Linked DNA regions of Gossypium hirsutum: region 2 is linked to region 1. A link is a contact called in public Hi-C data. All regions are on one chromosome and are shown on one strand. Each heading gives the region's core, a stretch centred on a gene start, on an enhancer-like site or on the middle of the called end of the contact. The rest is flanking DNA. Distances are from core to core; before and after follow the strand shown.

The links. A called contact is a pair of places that touch in the nucleus more often than the background predicts.
Region 2: a Hi-C map of leaf shows a contact between it and region 1, with 2.1 times the contacts expected there. The contact joins the enhancer-like site here to the promoter of LOC107945868 in region 1. A contact is called at or near these places in 2 of 34 Hi-C or Micro-C datasets (both in leaf).

The regions. Positions count from the first base shown.
Region 1 is chrD12:41,110,491-41,114,112 of Gossypium_hirsutum_v2.1, forward strand. LOC107945868 (E3 ubiquitin-protein ligase SINAT3) reads right to left here and starts at 1,973. Exons shown (of 3, transcript XM_016880021.2): 1 at 1,282-1,973. The coding sequence starts at 1,503.
Region 2 is chrD12:41,297,994-41,301,514 of Gossypium_hirsutum_v2.1, forward strand. No RefSeq gene overlaps it. Among protein-coding and RNA genes, the nearest start is that of LOC107945001, 10 kb to the right of the region's middle. Within about 2 kb of position 1,983, at least 2 of the 9 cell types and tissues checked have an H3K27ac peak or open chromatin away from gene starts, as enhancers often do. A contact at or near this core is called in leaf, where this site is marked.

The DNA.
Region 1 (3,622 bases), core at 723-3,222:
TCATAGCTTTCACTTAAACTCAAATGATACTCCATCTCACCAACAACTGAGTTGTTGGGTGTAGTGTTAAGGCACATTGTACTCCCAAGCAAGGGCAAAGGGAGGAGAGTGCAGGTAGGAGCCTTGGCCCCCCTAAAATGAAAAATTGCTGCTTTAATCCGCCAAAATTTATAAAATCCTAAGTTAATATATGGTAAAATTATAGTTTGGCCCCCCCAAGTGCTAGAATTTCAATTTAGTCCTTTTGAAAACCATCCAATACAAGAGTGAAATTGCATTTTATCTCTCATAAAAATATATAACTTTATTTCCCCCCTAAATTTTTTTTTCTCCATGCTCCCAAGAAGAGAACTTAGGTTCAAATATTAAAAACAACATTGTTGGGAGGGGCAGGCAGGAACCCTGAAAGAATTAGTCTTCACGAACCGTACAACGGACATGAAGGATACTTTGGTTATACCATAAAAAATGATACAACATCTCAATTAAGTCTTTTACGGTAGTAAATACATTCATCCGAGGAGGATGAAGAGAAATAATAGGCCCCCAAGGCATTCTTCAATTGCTATGGCTATAAACACAATCTTACCAGCATTGTTTTATACTCTAGATGAAGCCACTATTCTATGCTTTTATTGTGAAATCATGCAAATTTATTAACATATCCAAGTAAACTCTCATGGATTGTTACATATGAATGAGAAGATAATAGTTTCCTTTCAATTTGCCATCTTAGCCACACTTTTTCTAAAACCTTTCCCAGCACAAACAGCTACAGCATATCACCTTTGTTTACAAATTCACTGCGCCTGAGCTGAAAGGCTGAATCAGCATTGGAAACCTTTGTCAAATATAATAAAAAGACATTCTAATGAGTATAGGTTAATGCTATAGGCAATACCAACAGGACTAAACTGAAAAAAAAAAAGAAAAAAGCTTTCATTTTCGACATTTACAATAATTAGACCATCTTCTTCTTCTTTGATACGTTAAAACAAACACAAAGAATTCAACCACGCATATGTGTATTGCTCTTCACATAACACCCCCTCAAAAAATGTCAATTATATAAAGGCAACCTAATCCCATCTGTAGTCCTAATTCTTACCCTAAAAGAGCACAAATCCAACACATAAGAATAAGCCTATAAATTTGACTGAAAAAAATCCAAGAAAAAGAAACAGATTAGAACCATTCAAGCACTCCAAAAGCACTCAAAAAGATGTTCTCAATTTAGAAAAAGAAGAACCCATCAAGGGAAAAGGAAATAAAAAGACTAACCTGATGAATAGGAGGGTACATAGAATTGGTACAAACAGGGCATTCAAGGAGTTCATGGACACTAGTAGTGCTTGGATGAACAGCTGATGACAAAGAACTGTTGTTGCTGTTCCCATTGTTGCTGTGGGTCTTTGACAATGAAGAAGATAACTGATGATGATGGATCTCATCATCATCCATCACATCCGATGATGCCATACAATCAATACTATCTGATTCCATAAAAAAGGGTATAACAAAGTTATCAAATTTGATCAGCTATGGGTACAAATTCCTTTTGGGAAAGATGGAAACTTTGGGTGATGGGTATAAAAATAAAGTATTAATCTTTGGGGACTAAGTTAGTTTATGAGTAAATCGAAGAAAGTTAGTTTATGAGTAAATCGAAGAAGAAACAAAGAATGAAAATGGGGTATCAATAGGAAAACCAGATGAGTTGAATCAATACAGAGAAATTAATAAACTACTGTTTTTAATTTCTCTTCTTTCTGTATTCTTTCTCATAGGTTGCAGAGAAAGAGAGAGTTCACCGTCTAAAATTTTACGAGACAGTTGATCAACATCACGCGGCTCAAGGTCAAAGAGAGAACCATGGTTACTTACAATATGTATACACATGCGTGTATGTATATATAAGATTTTTGTAAGGTGATGAGGTGGGAATTATTAGAGCAAACAAACAGACAGTGACCATGTTTCAATTAATTAAAATAATTTCTTTTATCTTCAAAAATAAATAAAATTCTTACATTTTACAAAAAAAAATAAAGAAAAGAAAAGGGATAATATAATTTTTGGCCCCTGAACTTGATAAATAGATTCACTTTGGCATATTTACCTTTTTTTTTTGTTAACTTTGGTACTTGAACTTGGCATTTAGATTCATTTTGGGCCCTAAACTTAGATCTTATTTAGATTTGATGATGTGACCAGTATTCTTGAAACATGACTAGATTAATCGGTCAGACCAATTGGATCAAGAATCATTTGTATACTGTTCCAAATAAAGGGGTTGAGCTGATTGAATTAAGAACTGCTTGAAACTAGTAAAATTTGAAAACTTAGACCAAAAATCAGTAGTTAAACAAGTTTAATATATATTTTTTAAATTTATGAATTTTAATTAATCATTTAATTATTGTAGGTTTAGCAATTGAACCGATCAAATCGATTAAATTAGGAACCAGTGGTCTAACAAGTTCAACCATTGTTCCAGTTATTAGAATGCTATATGTAACACTCTAAGATTGTACTATATCTTAGAAATTTATATATTTTAATTTTCAAGTGATAATATGACACAATCTCAAAGTGTCATATCATTAAACTTTTATATTTTTCAAGTTTAGGAATAAAAATAATCTAGTTGCCTAGTTCAGTTTAGGTACTAAGAGAATCAAGGAAAAATACAAGTATCAAACAGGACCTAGTTATCGAGTTCAGGGGTCAAAATTTATATTATCTCAAAATTTATATAAAGAATCAATCAAACATGCCCTAAGTTCAAGTTTCATCATTTGAAAGTTTTTTTTACATTTATTAGTGATTTATTCATAGAAAAAAAATAAAAGTAATCTTGTAATAATATTTATTAATTTTATTAAGAATATTTTAATATCTTTTTTAATTGAGTTGGTATTTATTAGTTTGTGACTAAAGTTGTTCATAGGTCAGGTCAGGTCAAATAAAAAATTTAGGCCTGTTTTGTAAACTTGATTCGAAAAATTAGCCTAAAATTTTGTCAAAGCCCGGCTCAGATAAAAAGCTAAAGACCAAATTCGGCCCGGCCCGACTTGCCCGTATTAAAAATTTTTATATTATTTTTTATATAAAAATAAATTTAAAAAATATAATATACCAAAAACATTAAAATAAATGCTTTCCAACAAATGGAAAAAAGATTAAAAAATATACTTAAATAACATTAAGATAAGTGCAACTTAGCCAGTAAATACCTCTAAAATAGTAGCAAAGTTAATAACAAAATAATAGTTATACAATATCCAAACAATAACAGCAAAATAGTAGCAATATAATACCGAAATGATAGCAAAACAATGAAAAACAACAATAATTTTTTTTGCAAATTCGAGCTGGGTCCAGGCCAAAAAATTTTATTCGAGGTTCAGCGTGTTTATACAGCGGGTCTTATTTTTTCCAAGCCCATTTTTAGGGCCTATATTTTTATCCAAACCCCTCCACTTTTCGGGAAGGTCTTCGGGTCGAATAGCTCGGCTAATGGACAAGTCTATTCGTGACATCAACTTAATCAATGACTTGATAATAATAGTGTAGATAAAAAAAATTAAACCTACTTTTTTAAAAATTATATAAGTCAAAA
Region 2 (3,521 bases), core at 733-3,232, 190 kb after region 1:
TTTATATTTTGATAAAAAAGAGGCCCAATTTTCATATTATTTAAATCAAAACCCATATGCCTAGACCAGCCTATGTTCTCTATTTCCATCCATTTGGACTAAGAAAAAAATTGATAATTTTTTATTCAAAAGTTAAAAATTGGTTTTAATTTAATTCAACTATTTTTTATTTAAAATTTTATGATGTAAAAATAAATATTTTGTATTTAAAATATTAAAAATAACGATAACAATATTATATAAAAAAAACATTTCTAAAATAAATTATTTTTTTTACTTGAAAACTTAATCTTTTTAAAAATATTTATGAAAATGTTTTTAAAATTTTATCAAATAATGCTGAAAATTCATAAAATAATTTTTGTTTTATCAAAATAAAGTAAAAAAAATTAGAATAAAAAAATAGAAAATCGAACTAAAATAAGATGGTTCAGTATTTTAAAAAATTCGACCAAATTGAATCATACTCGTTTTACCATAAATATATTTTCGTATAATTAACCTCTTTAAAATTATTAAAATTAATCTTTTTGATTTATTTGCCAAAAATGAGCAAACATGCTAGGGTTTACAAGCAAGTAAAAGACAATATCAGAACCAAAAAAAAGCCCCCTCATGAATATCCTCATCAGATTTTTATTTTTATTTTTTTGCTATTTAAGAATTGTTCCGCATATCAATCTTGATATAGAGGTTAAATCACTCTCTAAGTGAACTACTCAGATTGGATAAAAATTAAAAATTGAAACAAAAAAAAAGGTGGTTGAACGGTGTTTTCTTACCTTTTTTTATAATTTTTTATTTATTTATTGTTAGACCAACGATTGAATTGAGAATCAATGGTCTGACCGATTCGATCACCTATCCGATTATTTGTATGTATTTATTCGTGATAACGTAATTGAAAAAAGGTGTAAGTAATAGATAGTAATCATACATTCTTAGAATTGTAAAAGATTCTAATTTTTTAAATTTGTTTAAAAGTCATCATGGTTAATTGCCACGCGTAATTTTTTCAATTTTCAACCATGAGATATGAATTGAAGCAAATAATTAAGGTGCTCAGATTACATTCTATTCAATAAGACCAACTAATTACAATAGCTACTAAACAATGTGACACAAATGTAATTGCTTGTATCGATTACGCTTAATGAGACTCACTAATTATTATAGTCATCCATGCATACATATAAATGAATTACAAATAATTACACGTAAATTTATATACTAAATCAACTTTCCAAACATATCAATAAATATGAACAATATAATTAATTAAATTATTTGTTTGTAACACTTGTTGATATCCCTTTTAATATTTTTTTAAATCTAAACCGACCTTCTTTTTATAATTTTTAGGTACAAGTATCATGGAGGCTTACGTATTAAGAATCAAATTGCATTTTGCCCCTGCTTAAAAAAAATGGGGTTGTTAGTCTGATTAACGAGCAAATTGGTTCTTCCATGGAGGCCCTTGTACTAGGAGTTAGATTGCATTTTATCCCTTCTACTCGGAAAATTGGCAAATTAGTCTTTACACATTAAATCAAAGAGCAAACTAATTATTTTGTTAAAAATTCTATCAATTTCTACTGTTAAAAACTGGTCCCTGTAAGTCAGAATAAGATATACGTTGCATGCTACGTGTAACTGTCTAGTTATTCTATCTGTCACGCTAGTTTTTAATAATAAAAATTGATGAATTTTTTAATAGAAATGATAAATTTACTCTTTAATCAACATATAAAGAATAATTTACCTATTTTTTTGAATAAAAAAATAAAACAAAATCTGATTTATAATACAATAATTTTCATGAAATTTTATCAAAATTGCAAGGTACACCCTACCTCAAATATCTTAAAAAAACCCTAGGGTTGGTACCTTAAAATTTTTTTGTTGTGTGGGGGATCCCCTTCCATAAGAAAAATTGAGCACTAGGCCAAAGGCCAATCAAAAGAAACACAAAGTGAAATTGGTCTCCGCATGGGGTGTACGATGGACATTCACCCCCAAAGACCACACTTTGTCCCACACCAATCATCCATTTCCAGTAATATTATTATCTCCCTAAAAGCCTCTAAAATTTTCTCTAGTCAACCCCTCTCTCTAATTATTTCTTTTTAGATTTTGAGATTTTGGGTATTTTTTAAAAATTTAGAATTTAGTTCTTTTATTTTTTTAAATTTCAAAATTCAAGTTGAACGGTTAATTTTTTAAAATTTTTTTGTTAAACTCAAGGTTATCACGACGTTATATTTTTAGTTACATAGTTATCAAATGAATATTTTTTTTATTTTAAAATGTCACATCTATAAATTTAATAAAAAATTTAACAGTATTAACAATTGGATTTCAATTATGAAATTTGAAAAGTAGAAGAACCAAAATATTTTAACCAAAGAAAAATGAGAACAATTCATTAAGATTCTATCAAGATACAATAGCTTTTCTTTTTCCACTTTATATAAATATATATTTAATTGATTTACTTAATTGAATCTAAAATTAACATATTCATAATTTTTTTACAATCGATTCCTTAATTGAATTCATCAATATAATTAAACTTATCATGTAAATCGATCTAATATATTTATCATATTAATATAATATAATGCCTTTTTCTAATATATCTTTGGTGGTCAAAATTTTTTTACGCTAAAAAATAATTAAATATCGTAAAAAATGATAAGAATATGTAAAACTACTATAATTGATGCCATTGAAGATTTAATTTATTTTTTTATAAGATAATTATGGATCTAATCTCTAATCCTAAAGGAATCTGCTGGATTAGATTGAAAAGATTATGCAACAAAGAATAATTATCTTAGCCCTAAAGAGTTGCAAAGAGCCAATTTTTTTTATTGGATTAATTAAATTTCAAGAATCAATATTACTGATCATAATAAACAAATAATTAACATGAAAATTAATTATAATTTCTTTTCTATAGTCAACATGTGCGAATTTACAAAGTATATTTAGAATTTATTTCTTTTGCTTTTTGGATTGTTAACATTATTATCAACTTTTTAATTCTACTAGTACCAACTCAGTTTTTTTGAATTTAACCCAACAATTTTAATGGTGTTAACAATTAAAATTAAACTTAAATTTTGAAATTAGAAAAAGTATATAGGAGACTAAATTCTAGAAAATTAAAGTAGAAAGACTAAATTTCAAATGCACGAAAAGTATAGGGACTTGAACCATATTTTAACCAAATATATAAATAAAAAATCTACGTAGTTATCACTGTTTCTTATTAAAGAGACAGCTTGAAATTTTTGACAAGCCATTATTTGTTTATTCATTTTCGTCCTTCAACTAGAATATGATTTGTTTCCCCTTAATTTCTCTGTTGGGGTTTTTTTTTTTAATTTAATTTAGTCAAAAGAGTTGCTTATAATCTTGAAAAGATTCAAAGTTAGAATAAAATCTTCATCTTTAAGCTTAACTAAAATTTTGTTCTACAAACATCAACTTGCCCCTCTCCTCTAATTATTATTATA